Regions from separate parts of the Mus musculus genome. Here regions 1, 2, 3, 4 and 5 are each linked to region 6. Evidence: chromatin contacts called from public Hi-C and HiChIP or PLAC-seq data. All regions are on one chromosome and are shown on one strand. Each heading gives the region's core, a stretch centred on a gene start, on an enhancer-like site or on the middle of the called end of the contact. The rest is flanking DNA. Distances are from core to core; before and after follow the strand shown. Region 1 has its middle 35 kb from the start of Asb1. Region 2 overlaps Hdac4 (histone deacetylase 4). Region 3 has its middle 9.9 kb from the start of Gm28380. Region 4 has its middle 54 kb from the start of Gm28380. Region 5 has its middle 17 kb from the start of Gm28380. Region 6 holds the start of Twist2 (twist basic helix-loop-helix transcription factor 2).

What was found. A called contact is a pair of places that touch in the nucleus more often than the background predicts. HiChIP or PLAC-seq counts read pairs in DNA pulled down with a chosen protein or histone mark.
Region 1: an HNF4G HiChIP or PLAC-seq map of pancreatic cancer cells shows a contact between it and region 6. The contact joins the enhancer-like site here to the promoter of Twist2 in region 6. A contact is called at or near these places in 15 of 39 promoter capture datasets (the 3T3-L1 cell line, 3T3-L1-derived adipocytes, the SN4741 cell line and 10 more), 2 of 15 datasets of contacts at CTCF or cohesin (the NIH/3T3 cell line and stem cell-derived epiblast-like cells), 18 of 484 Hi-C or Micro-C datasets (the 3T3-L1 cell line, the C2C12 cell line, the HL-1 cell line and 6 more), 12 of 115 datasets of contacts at active chromatin or transcription factors (the NIH/3T3 cell line, craniofacial prominence, embryonic fibroblasts and 9 more) and 2 of 9 other capture datasets (adipose tissue and embryonic stem cells).
Region 2: a contact with region 6 is called in an HNF4G HiChIP or PLAC-seq map of pancreatic cancer cells. The contact joins the enhancer-like site here to the promoter of Twist2 in region 6. A contact is called at or near these places in 4 of 39 promoter capture datasets (the 3T3-L1 cell line, 3T3-L1-derived adipocytes and cranial neural crest), 10 of 484 Hi-C or Micro-C datasets (adipose-derived mesenchymal stem cells, cerebral cortex, cortical neurons and 4 more), 2 of 115 datasets of contacts at active chromatin or transcription factors (pancreatic cancer cells and vascular smooth muscle cells) and 2 of 9 other capture datasets (adipose tissue and pancreatic islet).
Region 3: a contact with region 6 is called in a Hi-C map of uterus, with 4 times the contacts expected there. The contact joins the enhancer-like site here to the promoter of Twist2 in region 6. A contact is called at or near these places in 6 of 39 promoter capture datasets (the 3T3-L1 cell line, cranial neural crest, embryonic stem cells and 2 more), 8 of 484 Hi-C or Micro-C datasets (the N1E-115 cell line, embryonic fibroblasts, embryonic stem cells and 2 more), 10 of 115 datasets of contacts at active chromatin or transcription factors (the NIH/3T3 cell line, bone marrow-derived macrophages, craniofacial prominence and 4 more) and 1 of 9 other capture datasets (adipose tissue).
Region 4: an HNF4G HiChIP or PLAC-seq map of pancreatic cancer cells shows a contact between it and region 6. The contact joins the enhancer-like site here to the promoter of Twist2 in region 6. A contact is called at or near these places in 7 of 39 promoter capture datasets (the 3T3-L1 cell line, the SN4741 cell line, cranial neural crest and 4 more), 3 of 484 Hi-C or Micro-C datasets (the MC38 cell line, nephron progenitors and uterus) and 1 of 115 datasets of contacts at active chromatin or transcription factors (pancreatic cancer cells).
Region 5: an HNF4G HiChIP or PLAC-seq map of pancreatic cancer cells shows a contact between it and region 6. The contact joins the enhancer-like site here to the promoter of Twist2 in region 6. A contact is called at or near these places in 1 of 39 promoter capture datasets (cranial neural crest), 3 of 484 Hi-C or Micro-C datasets (embryonic stem cells, liver and nephron progenitors) and 4 of 115 datasets of contacts at active chromatin or transcription factors (double positive thymocytes, embryonic limb bud, embryonic stem cells and 1 more).

What each region holds. Positions count from the first base shown.
Region 1 is chr1:91,572,936-91,577,196 of GRCm38.p6, forward strand. No RefSeq gene overlaps it. Among named protein-coding and RNA genes, the nearest start is that of Asb1, 35 kb to the left of the region's middle. Within about 2 kb of position 2,761, at least 5 of the 459 cell types and tissues checked have an H3K27ac peak or open chromatin away from gene starts, as enhancers often do. A contact at or near this core is called in the C2C12 cell line, the HL-1 cell line and pancreatic cancer cells, where this site is marked.
Region 2 is chr1:91,942,529-91,946,657 of GRCm38.p6, forward strand. It overlaps Hdac4 (histone deacetylase 4), which reads right to left. Exons shown (of 27, transcript NM_207225.2): 24 at 3,372-3,505. Among named protein-coding and RNA genes, the nearest start is that of Gm46242, 65 kb to the left of the region's middle. Within about 2 kb of position 2,538, at least 15 of the 459 cell types and tissues checked have an H3K27ac peak or open chromatin away from gene starts, as enhancers often do. A contact at or near this core is called in pancreatic cancer cells, where this site is marked.
Region 3 is chr1:91,599,252-91,603,317 of GRCm38.p6, forward strand. No RefSeq gene overlaps it. Among named protein-coding and RNA genes, the nearest start is that of Gm28380, 9.9 kb to the right of the region's middle. Within about 2 kb of position 1,575, at least 47 of the 459 cell types and tissues checked have an H3K27ac peak or open chromatin away from gene starts, as enhancers often do. A contact at or near this core is called in pancreatic cancer cells, second pharyngeal arch cranial neural crest and uterus, where this site is marked.
Region 4 is chr1:91,663,330-91,667,477 of GRCm38.p6, forward strand. No RefSeq gene overlaps it. Among named protein-coding and RNA genes, the nearest start is that of Gm28380, 54 kb to the left of the region's middle. Within about 2 kb of position 1,377, at least 19 of the 459 cell types and tissues checked have an H3K27ac peak or open chromatin away from gene starts, as enhancers often do. A contact at or near this core is called in pancreatic cancer cells and uterus, where this site is marked.
Region 5 is chr1:91,625,961-91,629,715 of GRCm38.p6, forward strand. No RefSeq gene overlaps it. Among named protein-coding and RNA genes, the nearest start is that of Gm28380, 17 kb to the left of the region's middle. Within about 2 kb of position 2,336, at least 4 of the 459 cell types and tissues checked have an H3K27ac peak or open chromatin away from gene starts, as enhancers often do. A contact at or near this core is called in pancreatic cancer cells, where this site is marked.
Region 6 is chr1:91,798,735-91,802,981 of GRCm38.p6, forward strand. Twist2 (twist basic helix-loop-helix transcription factor 2) reads left to right here and starts at 2,727. Exons shown (of 2, transcript NM_007855.3): 1 at 2,727-3,415. The coding sequence starts at 2,893. The coding sequence ends at 3,375.

The DNA.
Region 1 (4,261 bases), core at 1,511-4,010, 230 kb before region 6:
GTTAGGACCATGCACACACATCTGTCTGAAAGTCCCTTCTCTCCTTCCTTTTTTCCCACATGTTTGCCTGCCACTGCCTGTGTCTATGCATGCAGTGAGGACAGAGTATGTAGTTCGTGAGCATGCCGGAGGTCAGAGGTCAATGTTGTGTCTTCCTCCACTGCCCTCCACCTTATGTTTTTGAGACAGGGTGGCTCATAAGCCTGGAACTCACTCCTTGGCTAGATTGCCTGGGAAGTGAGCCTCTGAGATCCCACCATCTCTTCCTTTCAACACCGAGACTACAGACTGAGACTGCCTGCATGCCTGCAGTGTTGGCAATCCAAACTCAGCTTCTCATGCCTGTATAGTCAAAGCTTGACTCGTGGAGACATCTCTCCAGCCCGTCTTTGCTGCTTGCTCCTCCTCTCCTCTCCTCTCCTCTCCTCTCCTCTCCTCTCCTCTCCTCTCCTCTCCTCTCCTCTCCTCTCCTCTCCTCTCCTCTCCTCTCCTCTCCTCTCCTCTCCTCTCCTCTCCTCTCCCCTCCTCTCTCTCTCTCTCTCTCTCTCTCTCTCTCTCTCTCTCTCTCTCTCTCTCTTTCTGTGAGCACAGTGTATGTATGTACTGCATGTATGTGTTCATGTATATAAGTATGGACATGCATGTGCCACACACACATGTAAAGGTCAGAGGACAATCCTGTTTGAGACAGCATCTCTTTGTTGCTGTGCCACTCCATATGCCCGGCTGGCTGGCCTGTGAGCTTTAGGGAGTTCTTTCTCTACTGTGGGGTCTGATCAGTGTCACTGGGGTTGAGGACACTTATTACCACACCTGGCTTTGCATGGGTTCTGGGGACTTTAGGCTCTCCCAACTGTGTTCTCTGTGCTTTATCCACTGAGGCATCTCCCCAGCTCCTCTCGTTCTGTGAGATTTTCTCCAGCTGTTTCTCCAGGTACTTCTGTCTTCCCAACTATGTCCAGTCTGCCTGGCAAGTCAGGCACTGGGTCAAATTCATTGATTTTGACTAAGTTCTTCTCACAGGTCCCCTGTGTTTTTGACTTGAGATGTTCTATACCGGCCTTTCCGTCCCACCAAAGTCTACTCAGCTGGAGATGTTTTAAGTTCCCATTACTCCAAAGCCTTCCTCACATCTTCTGCATTTTGGCATCTTCCCAAAAGAGTATCGGGTCTTAAAGTCCCCACTGGCACAGGTTAGTTTTGTCTGCGTCTGAGTTTTCTAGTAATAGACTGCACTGAACCAGCTCTGCCCATCCTGCCTCTCCACACTGATCTCTACAGCCCCGTATTTTAGTCATCGTTTTGTTGTTGCTGTTGGACATTTGTTTTCTAAATGGGATTGTGACCAGTAGATATGAAAATTAAAAGAAAAGGATTTATTTTTATTTTATGTGTATGGTGTTTTGCCTGCATGTTTATCTATGTACCATGTGTATGCAGCGCCCACAGAGGCCAGAAGAGGGCACAGGATCCCTTGGAACTAGATGTTTGTTAGCTGTTCTGTGGGTGCCAGCAAAGGGAACCTCTCTGTAAGAGCAGCCAGTGCTCTTTACTGCTGGGCCATTTTGCCAGCCCAGGTGGTGGTTTCACCCATGTTGTGCACTGAGGTTGTATTTTGTTTTTGAGCTCTGAATGATGTTACCATCCTTCTTAAAATGTTCCCTTCTGCTCACTACAGGCAGTTAGATTAGTGAGGATCAATTAAACCAAGAAGGTAGTGAGCTAACAAGGCAGTCAAGCGCCTCTGTGTCTTGCTCATCCTTTCTTGCTCTCGATGTTCCCTGGTGCCCTAACCTAATCTCTCCATAGCAGAGAGGCATGGGTAGAATTCTAGGTAGCCTTTTCAGACACTTGACTTTCATTCTCTCTTCCTAGGGCAAACTGGCCATCACCTTGAGGAGGGAAGCAACACAGCGTTGTGCTCAGTTTCATGAACTCCATTTGGCTCTAGTGTGCATAGATCTTGGCTGACTTAACAACTCCGAACTCCATTTTGCTCCCTCAGCACTGAGACAGCTTGTGTCTTCCCTGGAAATCGGCTGAACTTTCCCAACTGGCAGGGGAAGAACAGCGTCTTGAATTGATATTGACATAGCCCTTGCCCAGAGCATGTTTGAGAGAATGAATGGGGTGGGTGTCTGGCACCCACATGGCTGTTCTTCTCATTACCTTTGCCTTGTTAGTGCATTTTTGGAGGATGGAATACATCTTCTAGAACATTGGTATTTGGTCCCTACAATCACCACTCAGGCCTAGGGCTCCCTCAGTTCGAGCTTCCTGGAGTCTATGTGTGATCCACGAGACCCTCAACATATGACCACATGGCTCCTGGGTGTCATGCTCTCTTCCTACCCTATGTGAGCATAGTGACCCCCCGATCGAGAATCTGGAAGCTTCTTAGTGCCTACTGTAGGTGTGGACCTAGCTCCCAGGTCTGTGTTCTCACATCTGGTTCCTAGAACTTCTACCAAACGCACCTCACTCCTGACTCCCACCTCAGCCTCCTGGAGCAGGGATGATAATGTGTCCCCCCTTCCTGTTTCCAACAGCCCAGGGCTTCCTTGCTTCTCAGAGCTTTGTGTCTCTGTCTTGTAAATAGAAATGTTGGCATGGCTCTCTCTCTCTCTCTCTCCTCAGACTCCCTGTTGCTGTGGACTGAACCCTGTTCGTTGAAATCTTGGAAGTGCTGTCCGTCAGTGTGTCTGGATTTGGAGATGGGCCCCGAGGGAGTTGAGGAAGCTAAGTGAGATCATTAGGGTGGACCCTGATCCACCGGGCTGGTGACGTAAGAAAAGGAAGAGACACCAGCGGAGAAGCTGGGTGAGGGCAGAATGGGAGTCAACCGCTGAAGCCAGATGATTGCTCTCACAGGTGGCTGGCCGCATGGCATGATGGTCTTGCACTTCCAGCCCCCAGAGCTGTGAGAGAATAGATTCACATTGCACCATTTGCTGAGTGTGAGGGTATGTTGTTAGGGAAGCCTGGACTGCCACCTCTCACTGAGCACTGACCCCACCCTGAGAGAGTTCCTTCTGCTACCCACTTTACCCTATACTGGGGAGACCACACATGCTTCCCCGGTTTATTTTTTTATTAAGAACATGGCTTTGGTTCATGTATGCCAGGTCAGCTCTCTACCAGTAAGCTACACCACCAACCCTCTTTATTAGGCTCAGGGTCTCACTTAGTTATCATGCTGTAGGCAAATCCATGGTAGCACTTGGCTCAGCCCAGTGTAGCCTTGGGCTATATTAGAAAGCAAGCTGAGCAGGCTGTAGAAGGCAGGTCAGTAAAGGGTGTTCCTCTATGGCTTCTGCTTCAGTGTCTGCCCTGAGTTCCTGTCTTGGTTCCCCTAATGAAGGACTGTGATCCAGACATGGAAGCCAAATGGACCCTTTGCTCCCCAGGGAGTGTATGTGTGTGTATACACATGCATACATACATTTATGTGTATACATACACACATATGTACATATGTGCATGTATATGTATATTTACATAGACATGCACATATGTACATATGTATATGTATATATGTATTTATATTTCATATTTAGCATGTATACATCATAGCCCTCTAATCCATATACCCCATACCCTCTACACTCTACCCCCACAATCATGCACACTACAAACATTCATCAAGTCCCATATCCTCCCCAATCCATATCATATGTGCCATATACACAATGTTCTCCATACTCTTGACAGTTTCCCTTACATACACTTTGCATGCCCTGTATATACACACCATAAGCCACACCAATCTCTCTCTCTCTTTCTCTCTCTCTCTCTCTCTCTCTCACACACACACACATACACACACACACACTGTACATACACATGTGGGATTTATCACAATTACTATACCACACTATACCCACCAAGGTTACTCACTCCTACATCACACATAACATTTACTATAACAATATATACCATATGTACTAAATACAAAACATAGCCCACACACCACATACTATATGCTCTGAATATCCTACAGCTACATATAATGATCACTCCTCACTTATATACCATAAATAGCATAAACAACCCCACAACCCCCATTCCCCAACATATATCACATTTGCTTCTGAAATTACCATATTCTCATACCATATATCACATATATCATATACCACACACCAGTGAATATAAACATCATGTAGCATATATATTCACCCATATTACATATACCATATAACATACTGACTTACTCATACCACACACACCAATTTCACATGCCATATATACCACACACATA
Region 2 (4,129 bases), core at 1,288-3,787, 140 kb after region 6:
AATCAAGTTGAAGCACCTCATTTTAACTTGGGCTTTTCCATTTTACCTTACAAACTGCCTTTTTCCAGTAGGAAAGCTGCAGGTCTAGTGTCTCAATGTGGCAATAGCAACACAGGCCCTACCTGCCTGGCAAAGACTCAGTTACTCTACTCCTGACCAGAGACACTAGCCTGCCAGCCCTGCAAGACTGTATGTAGTTGCTGTCTTACTCTCGCTTGTGACACTTGTGTGGGTGGCTCATGCACGTCACTGGAGACTTCTGAATAATTTACTGTTCTGTAGAGCTTGGCTGGAGATGGGTACATTCAGTAAGCATCTCTAAGTATCTGCTTTGAGTCATCACCATCTTCCCCTAAGACATGCAGTTTTATTTGTAGATTCCTGGGGTTGGGGGTTGAGGTTGCAGGAAGTTAAGGACCTGCTTCAACAGCACTTTTTCCTGGTGTGTGTGTGTGTGTGTCCTAGAGTCTCATTCTCAATACCTCCTCATGAAAAAGCATTTGAGACTCCCTTCCTTTCCATTGGCCATTAGCAGAAAACATGGCTAGCTCAGTAGTGCTAGCTTCCTGCTGATCTGATTCTGAACCTGAACTGAGGCTCTGTGCTCAGCCCTCTAAGTGATCTTAGCCTCCTGTTCTGCTCCTCTGGGAATTACTCTATTGTCTTGTTGGTTCGAGTACCCAAGTACCAAGGTACCTGCCTAATATGGTCAGGGCTGTACTTCCAGCTGGTCTTTCTCCTGAGTATCACATCAAACTTCCTTCACTACGTGGTCACAGCTCTGGCTGTCTCTTCTTGCCTTCTTCAGTGTGAAACAATCAGCTGTAGGCTGAGCCCCCTGCCTTCCCTGAAGCTCAGGAATTCAGATGGATCCTTCATGCGTGCCTCTTCCCCATTTCCTTCTCTGCTGCATCCTAGCTTTTTTGAGCTCAGCCTCTCCATGTTGTTTTCCCTGCTGTCTCCTAGTTACCCTGCCTTTGGCATGCCCTGTCCTTTCACACTATCTAGCCCCTTCTCCTCTCTTGGGATATACATGGGATGACACCAAGATGTGCAAGAGTCTTCCACTGAGCCACTGACACCTGCCCAGAGCCCATGTCTCTGAATTCCAGTTCCTAGCTTCCTACAGTAGGGTCAGGATCTGCAGTATGCTGTGGGGAACCTAGGCCAGGCTGCCATCCCTAGGCTTCCTGGAGCATTGAGCACAGTTGCTAGCTGCCACTATGTCAGGGCTCTGAGCCTACCCATGAGCATCTGGCATCCTCAATAACCTTAGACCAGGAGTCACACAGTAGGAAAGTATCCTGTGTGCTCTCTTTCATCTTTCCCATAAGGGAAAATGTCTAAAGGTAAATGTTGTGGAGACCTATGTATAAATGGAAATCTTGGAAAATAATGCCAATTAGTCTGGTGGCCTTTTCACATTTAGGATTTCAGGGAAGTCAGTGGGAGCAAGCTTTGCTGGCCAGGCAGGGCTGGGGACACGTGTGGCTGACTGCTGCCTCTGACCCGCCTCCTTAAGTACCTGCTCTCTATTTGAGTTTAGATGGTTTTCTCTCATGACAGCTACAATGGAGGGCAGGGAGGTTTGGCAACCATGAGACTGGGGAGTGGGGGCTGGGGGGTGAGGCTCAGTGCTTGGTTGATGTACTCAGGGCCTGATGGAAAGACTTGGCTAAGGTGTACACCTACTTTCTCTGATGAAGGAACACCCCACTGATGGCATGGGTCAGAGCTGTAGCAAGGCATAACTAGCAGGGTTTCTCTTATAATAGTGTCCACAGAAGGTTGAGGGAGGAATATGCATTTGGTTCCAGAAGCTTAAAAGCTGTACATAGTGAGGCAGCAGTTTCACTCTTCTCTCCTACCCTGTGCTTTCTAGAGTGAAACTTGCAGAGCACACCACACAGAACATGCATTTAACTTTGAGTCTGGTATTGTGTGCAATTCTGACAAGAACCTTCAAGAGCAATCCTGATCTCTGTGTCACATGGGCCAACCCTGGGCTGGCAGGTGTTGGCAAACCAGGTCAGAGAGGGTCTTCCTTAAGAGCCATCTAGTCCCTGGCCTACATGGTGGGGACAGCAGTTTCATAAGCCCAGAAGAGCAGGTGCAGCAGGCGCCGCAGATCGCAGAGCTGCTGACCCACTTGCCACTCTAATCCTGAAGCCGAGGGGCTCCTATGTGACACAGGCTCCAGGATCTGTGTGGTGTGCTCCTTACTCCTGGTTCTTTCCTTCCTAGCACCTAAACAGCACCCATAGGGGATCAATGTGAGTAAGATCTATGAAGCAAGAATCACATACATAAATTAGGTAACAGATATACATACCAGCCAGAGAGGCCTAGACTAGTGGTTCTCAACCTATGGGTCGTGACCCTTCTGCGGGGGGTGGGGGTAGGGGGAGGGCTGAATGGCCCTTTCACAGGGGCCACTTATGACCATCGGAAAACAGATTTACATTATGATTCATAACAGTAGCAAAGTTACAGTTATGAAGTAGCAATGAGTAACTTTATGGTTGGGGGGGGGGAGGTCACCACAATCTGAGGAACTGCATAAAAGAGTTCCTTTAATAGGGCATTAGGAAGGTTGAGAACCATTGGCCTAGACAGATTCAGATTTGGGAATTCTTCAATGAAGGTTATGTGTCAGTTTTACCACAAGCATTTGGGGCTCCCAGGGTTATGTGACATCACCTTCATTCTAACCTGAAGCTCATTCCAACTGGGTCTCTGTTGTGTGCAGCTATAAACACAAGGAGCTAGGAATGTCAACAAGGGGTCTTCATCAACATAGCAGGAGGGAACTCACATGGTGCTCACTGTACTTTAACCCTCAAAAACTTTATGTGACTGACCCACTGAAGACTACTGTGCAGGCCAATGTCCCCAACTCTGCCTGGCAGTACTAGTGGGGCAGTGCAGAACCCGAATCTAAGCATTGCTCCTGAGTCACAGGATATATGATAGCTGAGTAAAGAGGTCCCAGCCCAGCCCTAAGCTGAAAGCTCGGCTTGTGCATGCTGACTCCACCCAAGCCTGCAGACAAGCTCCCATAGACACCGGACCACACTGGAGAGCTGAGGAGCAGCATGAGGCCTGGCCAGCACGTTATCCTCCACACGAGTGAAACAGGAAGGGAGAACGTGCTGCAGCGAGTGCCTCTGTGTCCTGGCCCCGCTCTGTGTCCCTTCTGCTCATCTCTTAGCCAAGGTCAGACATCCTACCCGGGCTGGGATACAGCTGTAGCCCCGTGCTGGGTGAACTGCCCCTCAGATGGGAGGTGGCTGGCCTCTGCCGTCTGAGCTCTGTGCAGCGGCCTGGTGCCTGTGGTGAGCACACTCTGCAGGGCCAGGACCGCTCCATACCTCGTTTCCCAGCAGAGCAGACACGCAGGCTTCAGAAGCATCACAGATGGCTGTCAGGTCATGGCCTCCCTCAAGGGCCAGCACAAGCCGGCCACCAGCTAAGCCCATCAGCTGTTTTGTCAAGTACCCAAAACCTGCAAAGGCAGAGGGACACGTTGAGTGGAGCGCGCCAGATACTCCCCTCAACATCCCTAATAAACACAGGAGCTGGGTATCATCTTCAGTAACTGAGGCTCGCTTAACATGCTTATTAGTTTGGCTTTTGGATTGTATCTTCATCCGACTGACTGAATTTTGGTTTCAGTGCTGTATCTTCCCCATCTAAGGCTTTGCACTCCCTGCCTTCCTGGGCATCTGATATGCTGTGTACATACATATGCAAGTGGAAGGCAGCATGCCCATGTCAATGCTGTGTGTGGCACGGAGCTTTCCCACATTCATGTCTGGGCATCTGCTTCCATCTAGGGTCACAGTCTTCCCTGTTTTCAGTCAACACCCAGCACATCACTTGCTGGTCATGGGGTTGCTATGCATAGCCAGATAGGCTGATGCAGGTTAGGCACTAGGAAAGCCCTAGTAACCAGCCCACTCACCAGACCAGATTCAGGTCCAATGTCTCTGATGGAAACATTGATACTGGCTTTGGGGTTACAGAGACTGTGGTACAAAGAGTACTCTCTGCCCCTGTAGGACCCCACTGCAGGAGCAATGACAGCAGGAGAGAGGCACTGACATCCCAAAGGCTACCTCTAGTCTCA
Region 3 (4,066 bases), core at 325-2,824, 200 kb before region 6:
TCATTTATGTGTACGTAAGGGGGCATGCACATCCCACGGTGCATATGTAGAGGTCAGAGGGCTATTTGTTGGGGTTGGTTTCCTTCTACCACGTGGGGCCCAGGGATGGAACTCCAGTCATCAGGCTTGGTGGCAAGTGCTTTTATGTGCTGCACCATCTTTATGTTCTACAGACATTTGTCCCTATGTCCAGCTTCTACTGGCATGGGCTCTCTGGAAAACGCTCAGCTGTTACCACATTCAGCACTGAATGAGGCTAAGAAAACACGTGGTGTCTGCTGGCCAGAGACAGAGTTGGAACTTGACACAGACCTCCCCAGCCTAGGACTCCATCTCCTTCATCTGGAGTGTTAGCATCTTCCTGTAGACCAAAGACACCTGGGAAAGCGTGACTGTAGCCCCCTGCACTCGGGCTTGGGACCTGAACCATGTGGGGCGAGGAATAACACAGAGGTCAGAGAGTGTTCTGCAGGAAGCTCTGTGCCTTGTGTCCTCTCCTCCCTTAGTGATTTCCCAGGATCCTCTTCTGGCTTTTGTGTCTCTTTTTACTTTTTCCCCAGCTCTGAAATACAGATGCTTCCCTGAACTCTTAGTCCCCAGACTGCTCCACAGGTGCTGTGGTTCTAAGCCTCAGCCTCCAGCTTGACGGAGCATCCTGATGGCCCAACGCTGCAGTTTTGTCTCCGCCTTCTCAGAGCTCCCCTCTTGCAGTCACACTATCCTTCCCCTCCCTGATGCCACCCCCTACCTTGGAACCTTGTTCTGGAGGGACTCTCTGGCCATCACCTGAGCATTGAACCCCAGGTCCTCTGCAGCTTCAGGGCTGTCCTCATGCCCCATGCCCTCTGCATTAGCACCTGGCACTCAGTGTGATTGGTTTCTTACCCTTTGTGTTGCCCCTGTGCTCTGCTCATGACCCTATAGGGCTTCTGCCGTCTTAAGATGGTATCTGATCTCTGCCACTGGTCTCTCCATTACTCTTGGGTTTTTCATATCTTTCCCGCTGGAGTTTACAGTCTGATTCAACACCCAGACTGTGTCCTTGGCTTGGAATGACTTTCCCTTTCCTTCACGGAGAAACTCCACTCCTTCATTCTGGCCCAGGAAGGGCATCAGTCTGCAAGGTATTTGCCCAATTCTCTCTGGGGTGCCACATTCCTGCTTGCCCTTCCCTCTGTTTCTCTGATGGCTGGGACCCTCCTCTTTGCCTCTCCCCCAGGGTCTCTGTGACAGTCTGTAACAACACTAGTGATAGGGCTTTAACAACACTAGTGATGTCCCTTCCTTTTGGTGCTCCGAAGGATGCTCAGGGCACTTGCTGGGTGTAGCAGAGCTGGGATCATCATCATTCAACAAGCATGTGTTGTGAGCCTCTGTCTCCAGCCAAGTGTGCAAGCCCAAAGCCTGCAGGCAAATGGCAGGAGGGTGGTGGGCTAACACACTGCTGGGGACTCTGCACCTTGGGCTTGAGTGAGTGAAGCTTGGCCAAGGGCCTGCAACCCCAGCTGCTCAGGGCAGGGCACACAGGCTGCTCTGCTGCTGCACTGAGGTGTCATGGACACCAGAGGGCTTGGCAAGAGTCAAGTCTCAGCCTGTTGGCAGCAACCACTGTTGAGAGGAGCACGCGGCTCTCTCTGTGTGAGCCCAGGTCTGTGGGGACAGGAGAGGGAGCTGCTGAGCAGCTCCCGGGGTGCCTGCTTTCTCTCATCAAAGGCTCAGCTGGGTAGCAAGGGCACAGGGACTAAGATGGAGGCTGGCTGGGTGAAGCCAGCATCAGTATTAGGCAACAGCCCCAGATCCCTTTGTTTCTATGCTCCTTCCAAAGTGGCAAAAGATCAAGGCCCCAAGCTTGAAATAACAAAAGGGAAATCGCTTGCAGACTGTGCATCTGGAGGCCAGAAGGACTGCGAGAGCTGTGCACAGAGGGATGGGGGAGGGGCAGGGTCTGGACCTGATTCATAAACTTTCCTGAGCTCCCATGGCCTGGCAGTATGGGCCGAGGTTGGCCCGGTATAGCTCCTTCCACTCGCAGTGGGGCACGGTTGCAACACCTTGCCCCTGGGCTTTGGGATCCTGTTGTTGGCTGGGTCTGTGTGCAGTGTCATTGTCAACCTCCCCAGGTCCCAAATGCTTGATTTGGGTCACATCCTGGGGCTGAGGTTAATGAAGATCTACTGCAGATCTCTGCAGCCTAGCTGGTGACATGTATAGACACCTGTCCATGATTACCAGGGGCCTGAGGAAAGCCAGTTTATAGAGCCCTGTGGGCTTGCCTTGCTGACAGACAATAGGGCTTCCTCCTGGGGCAAGGGTGTTATACACAGGGCACCACACCTGGGCCCTGAGTCAGAGTGTGGGCCTCATAAGGACTGACTTCAGTGAACTTAGCCCACCTGCTAGTTTGTCCTGGGGTTAGGACTTTCAGAGGACTTTACCCAGCATCAGGGCTGAAGCATTCTCTGCAGAAGTGGGGAGAGCTGGGGTTTCTTGTCTATACGCCATAGTTTGGATCACTCAGAAGTCAGCCAGCATGACTATGGAGGACATCCAGGTGGCAGCTGACACTCACACATTGCTGTCACTGACAAGAGACTTGGCTTCCAGGCCTGGCACACCTGGTTCCATCCCATGCTTGGCCCAGGTGGGTTTTCTGTCCTTGTCAGAAACAGCTGGGGTTGGGAGCTGATGAATGGGTTGTCTGAGGTCACACAGCTGGCCAATAAGAGCTTCGAATCTAAGCCTCCTGACAACCAACTGTGGCACTTTCCAGAATCCTTGTCTCCTGAGACCTCAAGCAGTCCAAGCCCTTTCTCAGAAAGCCATCTTTCTAAAATGCTGTTTGGGTCCCATCACTTTGCACTTTAAAAGCTGGCAGTAGCCCTGGTCTTTAGAGGTTCTTTTGGAGACTGGGTGACAGTCGACCAGGGTTCTGTAGAAGTTCATGGATCAGCCCTCAGTGAGACATGGCAGAGGCAGGCTGTTCATTGGCCATGTGTGTCTTGTCAGCTGTCCGGGGTCCTGGGTGTGTCTCCTTAGGGCTCAGGCACTGGGTGGACCCTGATTGTACGATATTCTAGCCAGACCACCAGTAGGAGGCGCTGCTGTGGGGGTGAGGGTGGGTGGGTGGGTGGAGAGAGGTGGGGCTTCTCTGACGCTGTTTCAACTATTGCTGGTGAGGATAAGACTGGGCAGGATAAAGCTGCAAGTCAGGCAAGTGGAGGGAGCACTTGCTGAGATTTCTAGGGACACCTGTTTCAGACCCAGACTGCATCCTGCCTCCCTCCCTTAGGTTGGATCTGGCATTCTGAGGCCTCCTTAAGCCTCTATTTTCAGAGCTTTGGGAAGTAGAGCCTCATTTCCTGGTTTATTTTCTCATTTTAGCGGGATTTGCATCAGGGGTTATACACTCCTTAGTCTGCCACAGTGAAACAGAAGTCAACTGACTGTTAATGTCAGGGGAAAGATGCAGTGTAAGTGAGCACCCGTTCAGATGCATTTACACAGTGACTTTTTTAATGGCAAGACAGTGAGGCTGAGTCCGTCTGCTCTGTGGTTCCTGTTGATGCTTGCACGACGGACTTTCTCACTGCAGCAGGGAGAGCCAGGGGGTTAGCAAGAGAGCGGGTGCATCTGATCTGGGAAAGTGGAGCTCTCTGTACAGCAATGGGCACTGGCTTGGGGCTTCCTGTGCAGTAGTTGACTGTAGTGGCATTTGCCCTTCCCCTGCCCAGCATCCTTGGTGGACCATGGTCAGAATCTGGTCAGGGCCTGGAGCTGGGCTGGGGTTTTCCAGTGTAATGTCCCCAGTGTTGCTGTGGCTGGAAGGATATTGTTTCTTGGTCTGGTGCTTGGATTCCTAGGTGCTGATGGTGACGGGCTTCTGCCTAAGATGTAGAGGCTTCCCTCCCACAATGCTCATCTTCTCTCCAGTCTTGTTCCTTATATGGGGTTGGCCTTTCTCAGGAACCCTTTGTTCCCCGTGAGTCCTGACGCTTGGTGTTTGCTTGTCGTAGGCTTCCAGACCTTCTGGAACACACTGATTTGGAACAAGCTTCCTATCCATCGG
Region 4 (4,148 bases), core at 127-2,626, 140 kb before region 6:
AGTTGGGCTAACATACCTCTGTGTTCTTGGGTTTTACATATATGGACTCGAGCCAATGTAGTTTGAAGATACTTGAAAAAAGTTGTGTCTGTTCTGGATCTACACAGGCATTCCCTTGACATCACTCCCTGAGCAACAGGCTGCACCATCTGTCTACATACTTGCCTGGTCATAGGAATTTTGAGTCATTGAGAGAGAGATGGGCCAAGGAATGCAGGAAGGTGTGTATAGGTCTTATGCAAATACTGTGCCATAAGCGGCTCAGATGTATATGAGCAGAGTCTGGAGACAACAGGCTGTCTACAGCTTACCTGCTTAACAAACACAAACAGCCCCTCTCTCTCCTTTCTCTCTTACACACATACACTCACATACATATATACAACATACCATCCATTCACACACACACACACACAATATGATGTATGTACGATGTATGTATATGTATACACACACACACACACACACAGCACATGAGACCGCCAAAGTCTTCCTCTCTGTAGTTGGTCAGGAGGCCACAGCCGGTGTCTCCTTTCCTTTCTCCTGTCTGCTCTGTGCTCCACATTCTGTGCTAAGACCCCAGCAGAGGCTTCTCAGTAGTGGAGAGGTGTGGGCCCACTGGTGGAATGTTCGAGACTTTCCTTCAGTGACTGTACTCTTGCTCTTGGCTTTCACAGCTAGGGTGGAAGTACTTGGAAGCATGTGGTGCACCCTACTTTTCAGACATGGCTCCTCACCCAGCTGGAGGATCTGGCTGCTTCCCCAGTGAGGTCAGGCTGGCACCTATGGCTACACATCTGGACACGCAGATGTATGAAGATAGAGTCTCCAGACTTTATATTAATTACTCTGAGCTGGGAAGCCTGGGTACCAAAGCTTAGGTGGGCCTGGGAGTAAGGTGCTAGGCTATTAGAGAGCCCTCCTCAGCTGTCTCTTCCTCTTTTCTCCACAAGGTCATGGACACTGAGGAGATGTGGGCACTAACCTCCTCCAGCCCAGCTATTGCTTCTGGCTATGCCTTATACTCCACCATCCACTGGGGAATTGCCAACTTAGGAAATCTGTTGTCCTCAAGGGGGACTTAGCCCTTTGCCTGTGGGAGAGGACCTCCTCAGATGGCCCTTGGGGTCAGGAAACTGAACTGTCTTATTCTGCTTGTGAGGTGTGTGAGGAGGCCCCTGGCAAGCAGAGGGGACTTGCAAAGAAGGAAACAGGACCTAGAGAGAGATGGGCCTGAGGTCCGTTATGCCTCCAGAAGACAGTGCTGCCTGCTGCATTCCCATCATGGAGAGGGTGGACCTGAGGTAGCTTCTGCAGGGTTAGCAGTACATGAACTTCTCCTGTGGGCGCCTTTCAACTGAACTGTGTGCCTGCATGCTGCAGTCTATCTGCTTTGCAAACACCCACTTCCCTTTCAGTTTGCTTCATTGTGTACAGATGCGCGCGCGCATGCGCGCGCGCGAGCACACACACACACACACACACACACACACACACACACACACGAGGATGAGTCATGCCTTAAGTGTTCTGAAAGTCAAAGAAGAGAAAATGAACAGATGCCTTGCAGGAGGTCCAGGCCCGGTATTGTTTTCATCAAAATGAAGACAAAGGAGGAAACACAGAAACCTAGGGTTTTAAGAGAAAATCTTCATGGCAGGTGACTCCATGACCTTCCTAATCCTCTGGCTCCCACACTGGGAAAGGCCTCCCAAGGGGCCTGGAGGAGGAGCCCAGAAGAGTCAGAGGCCAAGACAGGGGTGTGATTAAATAAAGGTGTGTGTGGAGGTGGGGGGGGGCAGGCAAAGGGTTGGAAGGGCATGGTCTGGAAAGTGAGAAGACCCTCTCACTGAAATTACACGATTCAACTATCACTTTATTGATCAGGAAAAAAAAAGCTACAGATAATTTTTTTTCCATTTTTTATTAGGTATTTATCTCATTTACATTTCCAATGCTATACCAAAAGTCCCCCATACCCACCCACCCCCACTCCCCTACCCACCCACTCCCCCTTTTTGGCCCTGGCGTTCCCCTTTACTGGGGCATATAAAGTTTGCGTGTCCAATGGGCCTCTCTTTCCAGTGATGGCCGACTAGGCCATCTTTTGATACATATGCAGCTAGAGTCAAGAGCTCCGGGGTACTGGTTAGTTCATAATGTTGTTCCACCTATAGGGTTGCAGATCCCTTTAGCTCCTTGGGTACTTTCTCTAGCTCCTCCATTGGGAGCCCTGTGATCCATCCATTAGCTGACTGTGAGCATCCACTTCTGTGTTTGCTAGGCCCCGGCATAGTCTCACAAGAGACAGCTACATCTGGGTCCTTTCGATAAAATCTTGCTAGTATATGCAATGGTGTCAGCGTTTGGATGCTGATTATGGGGTGGATCCCTGGATATGGCAGTCTCTACATGGTCCATCCTTTCATCTCAGCTCCAAACTTTGTCTTTGTAACTCCTTCCATGGGTGTTTTGTTCCCAATTCTAAGGAGGGGCATAGTGTCCACACTTCAGTCTTCATTCTTCTTGAGTTTCATGTGTTTAGCAAATTGTATCTTATATCTTGGGTATCCTAGGTTTGGGGCTAATATCCACTTATCAGTGAGTACATATTGTGTGAGTTCCTTTGTGAATGTGTTACCTCACGCAGGATGATGCCCTCCAGGTCCATCCATTTGCCTAGGAATTTCATAAATTCATTCTTTTTAATAGCTGAGTAGTACTCCATTGTGTAGATGTACCACATTTTCTGTATCCATTCCTCTGTTGAGGGGCATCTGGGTTCTTTCCAGCTTCTGGCTATTATAAATAAGGCTGCTATGAACATAGTGGAGCATGTGTCCTTCTTACCAGTTGGGGCATCTTCTGGATATATGCCCAGGAGAGGTATTGCTGGATCCTCCGGTACTACTATGTCCAATTTTCTGAGGAACCGCCAGACTGATTTCCAGAGTGGTTGTACAAGCCTGCAATCCCACCAACAATGGAGGAGTGTTCCTCTTTCTCCACATCCACGCAAGCATCTGCTGTCACCTGAATTTTTGATCTTAGCCATTCTGACTGGTGTGAGGTGGAATCTCAGGGTTGTTTTGATTTGCATTTCCCTGATGATTAAGGATGTTGAACATTTTTTCAGGTGCTTCTCTGCCATTCGGTATTCCTCAGGTGAGAATTCTTTGTTCAGTTCTGAGCCCCATTTTTTAATGGGGTTATTTGATTTTCTGAAGTCCACCTTCTTGAGTTCTTTATATATGTTGGATATTAGTCCCCTATCTGATTTAGGATAGGTAAAGATCCTTTCCCAATCTGTTGGTGGTCTTTTTGTCTTATTGACGGTGTCTTTTGCCTTGCAGAAACTTTGGAGTTTCATTAGGTCCCATTTGTCAATTCTCGATCTTACAGCACAAGCCATTGCTGTTCTGTTCAGGAATTTTTCCCCTGTGCCCAGCTACAGATAATTTTAAATATCAACTTTCAGGTCTTCATTTAACGCTGTAGGTGGCTACCTTTGTTCCAGACCACCCAATGGCTGAAGAGCAACGCAGGAGAGGACAAACCCGGGGCCTCTAATGTCATGCTTTGTTATGTCCCAACCTGCATGTGGCCCAGAGGAGCGAAGACTTTGATATGATTTAAAAAACCACTGGCTGAGATGAGAGGGTCATGTGACATCAAATAGAGTATACTGTTCAATGGTGGTAAGCACCTTCAGGGTGCTGCCGGGCTGTCCTCCACCCTGTTCACGGCATCTCCCACCAGTGCAAAGCAAATCCACCACCACGGCCACACTCGCATCTGCAGTGGGTCCTGCAGGCTTGTATTTTCAATGTTTGCACAGTTAAGGATGATCTATCCCACCCCCCTTACCACCACCACCACCACCACCACCACACATATTAGTTTCTAGTTTCATCCTGTTGTGATGAACACCGTGACTAAAGGCAATAGAAGGAAGGAAAAGGTTTAGTTCAGTTTGCAGGTTACGTACTATCCTTAACGGGCAGTCAAAGCAGGCTTGCTTGCTGTTGTATACAGTGTTACTTATGCAAGGAGCTCACTCACAGTCAAGAAAGTACAACAGTAACCATGAAGGAAGGAAGCTTGCTGGCTCACTCAAAGACTCATACTTAGCTGGCTTTTATAGCCCA
Region 5 (3,755 bases), core at 1,086-3,585, 170 kb before region 6:
GAAACCCAGGCCTGGATTCCTTCTATGGGCTCTGATCTTCCTGGAACCTAGAGTTTGGAAAGCAGCCTTTCTTCATCCATGGAGGGGAAAGAAATGGATAGGAGCAAAGCCACGCTCCTCAGCTCCAGTGAGCGCATCTCCACCTCCCTCTTGGCGCCTCGATTTCCCTGTCTGCCCATGGAAGGAATGAACAGTCTCTGCTTTCCCCACTGTGCCTACATCAAAGATGCAATAAAACTACAGGCAGAAAGCTTTGGAAGTCACGAGGAGCTTTCAAAGCCTCCCCGAGCCTTGCTGGAACTGAGGCCGCTTAGACAGGAAGTGGGAGGCATCTGCTTCACCTAATTCTTTGATGATTAAACATGACAGCCCGCGTGACAGAAGTGACACAGCACAGGTGCTCAGTTATAACAACGCTTCGAATGCTGTCACATCTCCAAGACAGCGTTTGGTGTGTAAAACTTTCTCATATACACATAGGAAGAAAAAGTATAAAACACACACTTAAGCAAAAAAAATTTAAAACTATGTTAAACACGAGATAATCTATCCTTGACATCTTGTCTTAGCTCATTTTAGAGATTATTTATAAAATATCACATACTTATTTGTACGAAAATCAGATCAACACATATTTTGCACCATTATTTTTAGCAAATGCCCAGAATTTAACTCTTATACTTTTGGTTGTGAGCCTAGCCTTTAGTAGCTGAGCCATCTCTCCAGCCTTAGAATCTAACTCTTTATTATTAAATACTTAATTTTTTTAAAGTTCTTTTCTGGCCTGGTGTGGGGACACACCCTATATTCTTAGCATACACTCTAAGCCAGGAGTAGCAAGAGTTCCAGGGCAGTCTGAGCTACAAAACCAAGTCTGAACAACAAAAACACTTCTCAAAAATAAACAAAGGATAACAAGTCTTTTGTTTCAGCTTTAATTCTGATAGGTACAGGTGCAGCCAAGTCCCTATAGTTTAATCAGGTGAAACAACCAGCAGGAGGCAGAGAGGATGTGTTATACCAAGTGTTTCTTTTATATGTTGCAAAACCCCAAGACATCAAATCTACCCCATGCCTATTTTTAAGTACATGGCCCAGAGATGTTAGGTTTCCATCCCCCAAGGAGCATCCACCTCCCCTAACCCTCCATCGACAGAGTTCTTTGTCCCAACATTTGGAGGCTTTGAACTTGTTGGGCAATGCCCCCTTCCTGCCTTACCCTCCCCAGCTACCCTTTGGCGATCTTTGTGGATTGACTTGCACTGCAGACCCAGCTTGAGGGGCATCTTGCAGCGATCGCCTGTGTGGATGGCTTCATTGAGCACAACGCCCTCTAGATCCTGTTAGAGGTTGTCACCATGTCCTCCTTTTCAAGGTTGAGTGACTGTCCACAATGCATGCCTACTACACAGTGTATCCATTCACTGGACAGGTAGCTTATCCCTCATTCTGCTGTTGGTGATAACGCTGTTGAGCTGGGTGTGCCGGGCTCAAAGCCCTGTTCTGTTCTTTGGGTGAATGTCCAGATGCAGGGTTGCTGGAACACAGTGACACTCACTATATTTAACTCTGGGGACTGACCTGCTGTTCTCAGTAGCTACTCTGATGTTCATTCCTGGAGTAGCGCACACGCCTTTGTTATCTCCCCATCCTGGTCAACACTGGATGTTTTCTGTGTTTGGATAAGTAGCCCCCTAGTGTGCACAGTGGCATTTTTTTAAAATAAAAATAAACCATCAAGCAATACATCAGACCCCCACCCCCCAGAGCTCCCAGGGACTAAACCACCAATCAGAGAGTACACATTTATTAACCCATGGCTCCAGCTGCATATGTAGCAGAGGATGGCATTGTTGGGCATCAAGGCCCTTGGTCTTGTGAAGGCTCGATGACCCAGTGTAGGGGAATGCCAGGATGGGGAAGCAGGAGTGGGTGGATGGGTGGGGATCATCCTCATAGAAGTAGGGGAAGAGGGGAGGAGATAGGGGGTTTTCAGAGGTGAAACCAGGAAAGAGGATAACATTTGAAATGCAAATAAAGAAAATAATTTAAAAAAAGAAATGTCATACTGTGCACTGTTACTAGCAAGTGTCAGAATTTATTATTATTATTATGTGCATGTGAGAATTTTCCCTATATCTCTGTGTACCATGTGTGTACCCTGTGCCTGGGGGATCCCCAGTTTCCTGCAGTTTCAGATAGTTTTGAGCTGCCACGAGGGTGCGGGGAACCGAATTCAGGTCTTCTGGAAGACCAGCCAGTGCTCTTAACTGCTGAGTCCATGTGTTTCATACCACAGGCATGAGCTTGAAGTGCAGGCAGGCAGGCAGAGAGAAGGGGGAGATGGCACCTTCTCAAGGCAAGTAGACAATAACTGTGTTTTGATTTTGAGCCTGAGTTATATTACTCAAAGGACTTAATTTACGAGGGTTAAAGATTAAACAAAGTTCGGAAATTAAATAAAAATGTATGAGCCGATTTATTTGGTTTTCTTATCTTAAAGAATTTCCTTTTGCAAATGACGTTGTCAGGTGGTTTTACGAGGTGCGCTCTCTAATGTAGGGGTGGGAGGAGCGCTAACATGGCCAAGTTCAAGGCTCCAGCCACTCTGGTCCTCAGGCAGCACAGCTTGTTTTTAATACCCATGCTGACATGCGAAAAGACCCTGGCGAGACAAGGCCTCTCTGCACTGTGACTGTGACTCACAGTACTTCCCTGTGATGTGCCCCCCCCCCCCCCAAGAACAGTCTTTTTTTTTTTTTTTTACATATTTTATTTTTAATTAGCATACAAAGTGACAGGCTCACTCACAGCATTTTCACATGTATGCTAGGGTTTCCTCTGCCTGGTCCTCAGGGCTCCCTCTCTGCCTGTAGTCTCTTCCCCAGCTCTCTTCCCTGACCATTTTCTCATCACGCACGAAGAACAGCAATTGTTTAAGTTACTGAGAGTCTAATATAATCGCATCTTATCTTAATACCTTGATTTTTCACCCACACCCCCTCCCTCACCACCTTTTCCATCTTGCTTTATGACCAGAGGCTTGTAGGGACATCAAATTGTCTGTCAGTCTACTGTGGGCTCTGTCTTCCCCAGGTCAGCACCCAGTGACTTTATGAACCGTTGACTCCAGAACCAGGCGTTGCTTTGTTGGGACCGATGCTTGTGCGGTCGAAGAGTGTGGAGGAAGTGTTTCACGGTTGGGTGGTGTGATGGTTGATGGTGGTTGTCAGATTGACACAAGCTAGAATCATCGGGAATGAGAGTCTCAGTGAGGGATCCTGTAGATCAGATGAGCCTGCAGGCATCTCTCTCTGTGTGTGTGTGTGTGTGTGTGTGTGTGTGTGTGTGTGTGTATGTGTGACTGTCTTGATTGCCTTAAGGCAAAGGGTCAAGACCCCCCCCCCGGGGGGGGGGGATTGAACCACCCTTTCACAGGGCCGCCTAAGACCATTGGAAATATCAGATATTTACATTGTGATTCATAGCAGTAGCAGAATTACAGTTATGAAGTGGCAACGAAAATAATTTTATGGATGGGGGGTCACCACAACATGAGGAACTGTAATAAAGGAAGGCTGAAAATGCTGCTCTAGATGGCCGTGGTATGTGCTGCAGCCCCAGATGACATCAGTTGGGCTCTTGCAGGGGACTCCTGTTTGGTCTTGCTCACCGTCCTTGCTTCCAGAAAGCATTGGATCCTATTTTAAAGACTCACGACACTTCAATGAAATGTTGCATATATTATACAGCAT
Region 6 (4,247 bases), core at 1,477-3,976:
ACACAAACACATTTTGTTCCTGTGTTATTAATACTTCGGTTTTATTAGCCTTATTAATGACTTGGTTTTTAAAAGAAAAAAAAATCAGGTGATATCAATAAGCAGAGTATTATTTCCCAAACTGGCTCATTTTTCATCAGTGCTTCATTTCAAAACTGAATAGAGAAGGCTGCTCACCACCTTCCCGCCATCCCGGTCCTAACATAGGGGAGGCTCTGGTGTGTGTCTGTGCCTTCTTTTTAAGTTTCAACTAAGGCAAGAGAGAGGTTTCCAAATTCCACCAGCAAGAGTTTTTTCCTCAGGCTCTTTACACTTCTGATTTGTTAAAAGTGTTTAAAATAGAAAAGATCAACATAGAAGAAGAGCAAAAACCTAAGTGAGTTGCTGGCTGGGAATTTACAACTGGCCCCAGGGGAAATCTTTAATGCTTGCTCCCAGGTCGGTGGTTCTCAACTTGTGGGTCTTGACCCCTTTGGGGAGCCCACATATCAGTTATCCTGAATATGGATATTTATGCATGTCTGATATAAATATCAGATATTTATAATACTATCCATAACAGTAGCAAAACTACAGTTGCTAAGTAACAATGAAATAGTTGTATGGTTGGTTCGGGGAGTCACCACCCATGAGAATCTGTATTAAAGGGTCGAAGCATTAGGAAGGCTGAGAACTACTGTCCTATGTAAAGGGGAGCCCCCATTCTGAGTGGCAGCTCTATGTTCCATGCAATGTCCCCACCCCCATCCTCTGGCTGAACTGAGCCCGGGCAGGCAGCTTGAGACCTACCAGGCTTCTTGGCTGGGCTGTTTTCCTTTCCCTCTCAACTATGACCTCTGCCTGGTGGAGGAAGGGAGGAGGGGAGAGGAGAAGACAGTGAGAAAGAGAAACACAGACACAGGGGAGGGGGTGGCTGCTGGGCTGGGCACCAGAAGGCTTCTGTTGGGAAAACACCCTTTGGTTACAGAGGGAGGACAGTATCACCTGATTTATTTATTTAAGCCGGACTTTAAAGGGGATCCAGGTCAGGAGATGCCTCACCCGTTTGAGTGATACACCCAAACGTGACCCAGCATGCCTGCACCCTATGCCTTCCACCCGGAAGTCCCAGGAAAGGCCGTCTCATGCAGGCAGGAAGCTGGGATCTGGATGCGGTTTTTTGGTCCTTAAAGGAACTTTGAATTTTTAAAAGATGAAGGAAAGGGACATTGGATAAAATGTGGCCTTCCCAGAAGGCAAGTCAGCCTGGCAATGGGCACTGTGGCTGAAGGAGACCTTTAACTACCCTTCTGAAGCCTGAGAATGTTTAAGGAGCCACAGAGCTGTGACAGTCCTCTGTGAGTGGGCCTGCTCTCCACAGAGCATTGTTCCAGTGGTGCGTGTTGCATGTCCCCAAAGGTGGAGAGCCCAGGCCTTTGGTGAGGGGGCAAGAAGTGGCATACACAGCTCTTCCAGCTCCTTAGACAGTGGTCTCAACCCGAGGGCCCCACATCGGGGGCCCTCCCCACTGCCCCCAGGAGTGGCTGAGGCTGTAGCAGTCTCTGGCCTCAGGTTCAACTTCAATAAGACCTAGTTAGCCCTTGATCACAGGGCTTCTCTGACAGCCATGCTCAAGCCTGGCCTAGTTGAGCCCGGGTCACCTGGGAATAGGTTCAAAGGCAAGGAAGCTGTAAACCACCTCCAGGCCCCAGCTAGAGCGGCCTGGCGAACAAAGAGACCCCAAGCACTTCAAACGCGCTGGCTGGCGCTCGGCGCTCAGAGTCCAGATGGCAAAGGGCCGGGATCCGTGATGTCTGTTCACCAAGGCCTGGCCCAATGTTCTGCAATCCTGAGCCCTCCTGCCCTGCCCATCAGTGCCCAGGGCAGGGGACTTCAGACAGGTTCAGCCTCTCCCTAGTCTCAGTGTTCTGGGCCCACCACCCGCCTGCAAGTGAAGCACAGTACAGAGGCTGAGGCTGAACCCCAAACCGGGATCCAACACTCAGGGCAAGGTCAGGTAGGCAGGCATGGCGGGCACATGGGCGCTCCCGCAGAGGCTCGCTGTGATGCCTAAGCTATAAAGCATTTAGGGGGCAGGTTCTGAAAACGTGTCCAGGCTGAAGTAGCCCAGAAAATCGGGATTGAAAAAGGATCTCCAACTTGCATACTGGCCCGAGCCGGGCGGCGTCTCTATAGATCCTAGAGGCGAGATCGTGGGGGTGGACATCTCTGCCAACAGGCGAGTATCTGCCCTGCCCCGGGTCGTGGCACTCTGCCTGCACAGCTCCACTCACTGCGGGCAGGATCGCGTTGCAGACGCCGGAGGTCTCAGTGCGCGCCCCAAGAGGCTCCCAGCTGCGTCCTTGGTCCACGGAGCACATCTGGGCTTGGACTTGCCTCCTCCACCCCTCGCAGAGACCCTGAACCCTGGCAGGGCCAAATCTGCTCCAGGAGACTCAGACAAAGGCAGGCACCGTTGAACTTAGAGGTCAGCACCGCTGATTAGCGGCCCGCGCCTGGGGTAGGAGCGCAGGCTGAGCGCGCGGATCTGGCCTCCGAGATGCGGGCCACAGTCAGGGCCGAAAAAAGCGGAGACAAAACTGAAAGTGCCGCCCGGGGGGGGGGGGGGGGGCGGGGGCGGCCGGCGAAGGCCCCAGAATTTGTCCTGCCCCTGGCCACGGTGGCCAATCAGCGCGCCGCCCTCGCTCCTGACAGCTATTTAGCAACCCAGCCGGGATAGAGTTTCCAAAAAAGTTAGAATAACTTCCTCTCCCGGAGACCTCGGTTTTGCACAAGCCGGCCTCGAAATCAGAGCCTTTGAGAGCGACCCGGGAGCCTGTGCTCGGCGGCCGCGGGCTTGGCCAGTGGCGTGCGCTCGGCGCCCCCCAGCCCCACGCGCGCCGGGCGGGCGCCATGGAGGAGGGCTCCAGCTCGCCGGTGTCCCCCGTGGACAGTCTGGGCACCAGTGAGGAAGAGCTGGAGAGGCAGCCCAAGCGCTTCGGCCGGAAGCGGCGCTACAGCAAGAAATCGAGCGAAGATGGCAGCCCGACCCCGGGTAAGCGCGGCAAGAAGGGCAGCCCGAGCGCGCAGTCTTTCGAGGAGCTGCAGAGCCAGCGCATCCTGGCCAACGTGCGCGAGCGCCAGCGCACCCAGTCGCTCAACGAGGCCTTCGCCGCGCTGCGCAAGATCATCCCCACGCTCCCCTCTGACAAGCTCAGCAAGATCCAGACGCTCAAGCTGGCCGCCAGGTACATAGACTTCCTCTACCAGGTTCTCCAGAGCGACGAGATGGACAATAAGATGACCAGCTGCAGCTACGTGGCTCACGAGCGTCTCAGCTACGCCTTCTCCGTGTGGCGCATGGAGGGCGCGTGGTCCATGTCCGCCTCCCACTAGCGCCGCGCCGTGCCATCCACCTCCGGAGCCGCAAGCCAGGGTAGGTGCTGCGTGTGGTGGGCATCCACGACGCACGGGTGGGTGGGCGGACGGGCCAGTGTATCTCTCCTCGTGAAGGTACCTCAGGCAACCGCACAGGGATGGGGTGAGCTTCCTCACCCTGCAAGGGTTGGCGCGACCTGAGAAAACTCTCCTACCCCGGGGGCACGCCCAAGGTCTTTTGCCAAGGGTATCCGTTCGGAATCCACCCGCCTGTGGTTCCCCATCAGGGTCCAAATACACTTATTGGACAAATGGTCACTTTTCATTTTTGGTGGATGGGTATCTGTGGGTGACTCTGTGGGGAGCGGTTGTCAAAACGTCTTCCTTAGGCCAGCGGAGGCCAGGAGATGCGATGCCCGCTGGGTTGTGGCCGACCTGTTGCCTCGCGCTCATTCTATGGAGCTGAGGAGCCCACGCGTGGTACAGACAATCCGCTCTTTCTGATCCGCAGTTCCGGCCCGCGCCTTGGATGCTAGGGCGTTCAAGCCCTAGCCGGCTCAGTACGTAAGATGATGCTGGCCCCTGGCGCGGCAGAGAGGTTTCTGTTCAGCGCTGGGGCTCCAGGTTCACAGAGGAGCAAATCTCTGGGCGCCAAGAATGCAGTAGACCCTTGTCGCCCCAAAAGTATGGAACCCTCAAGCGCCCAGGCCTGGGTGGATGTAGCGGCTTGGAGTCTCTGGCTGCCTGCAAGCAGGTGGATCGTATTTAGAGTTGTGTGCTTAAGTACCACCATCCTTGAACTTGGAAAGACACAGAGGCAAGGGATTCAGGCTGGGTAACAGGTCTGAGTGTGCGGTGGGTGTGGATGAAGAAGCAGTGTGAGCAGGGCC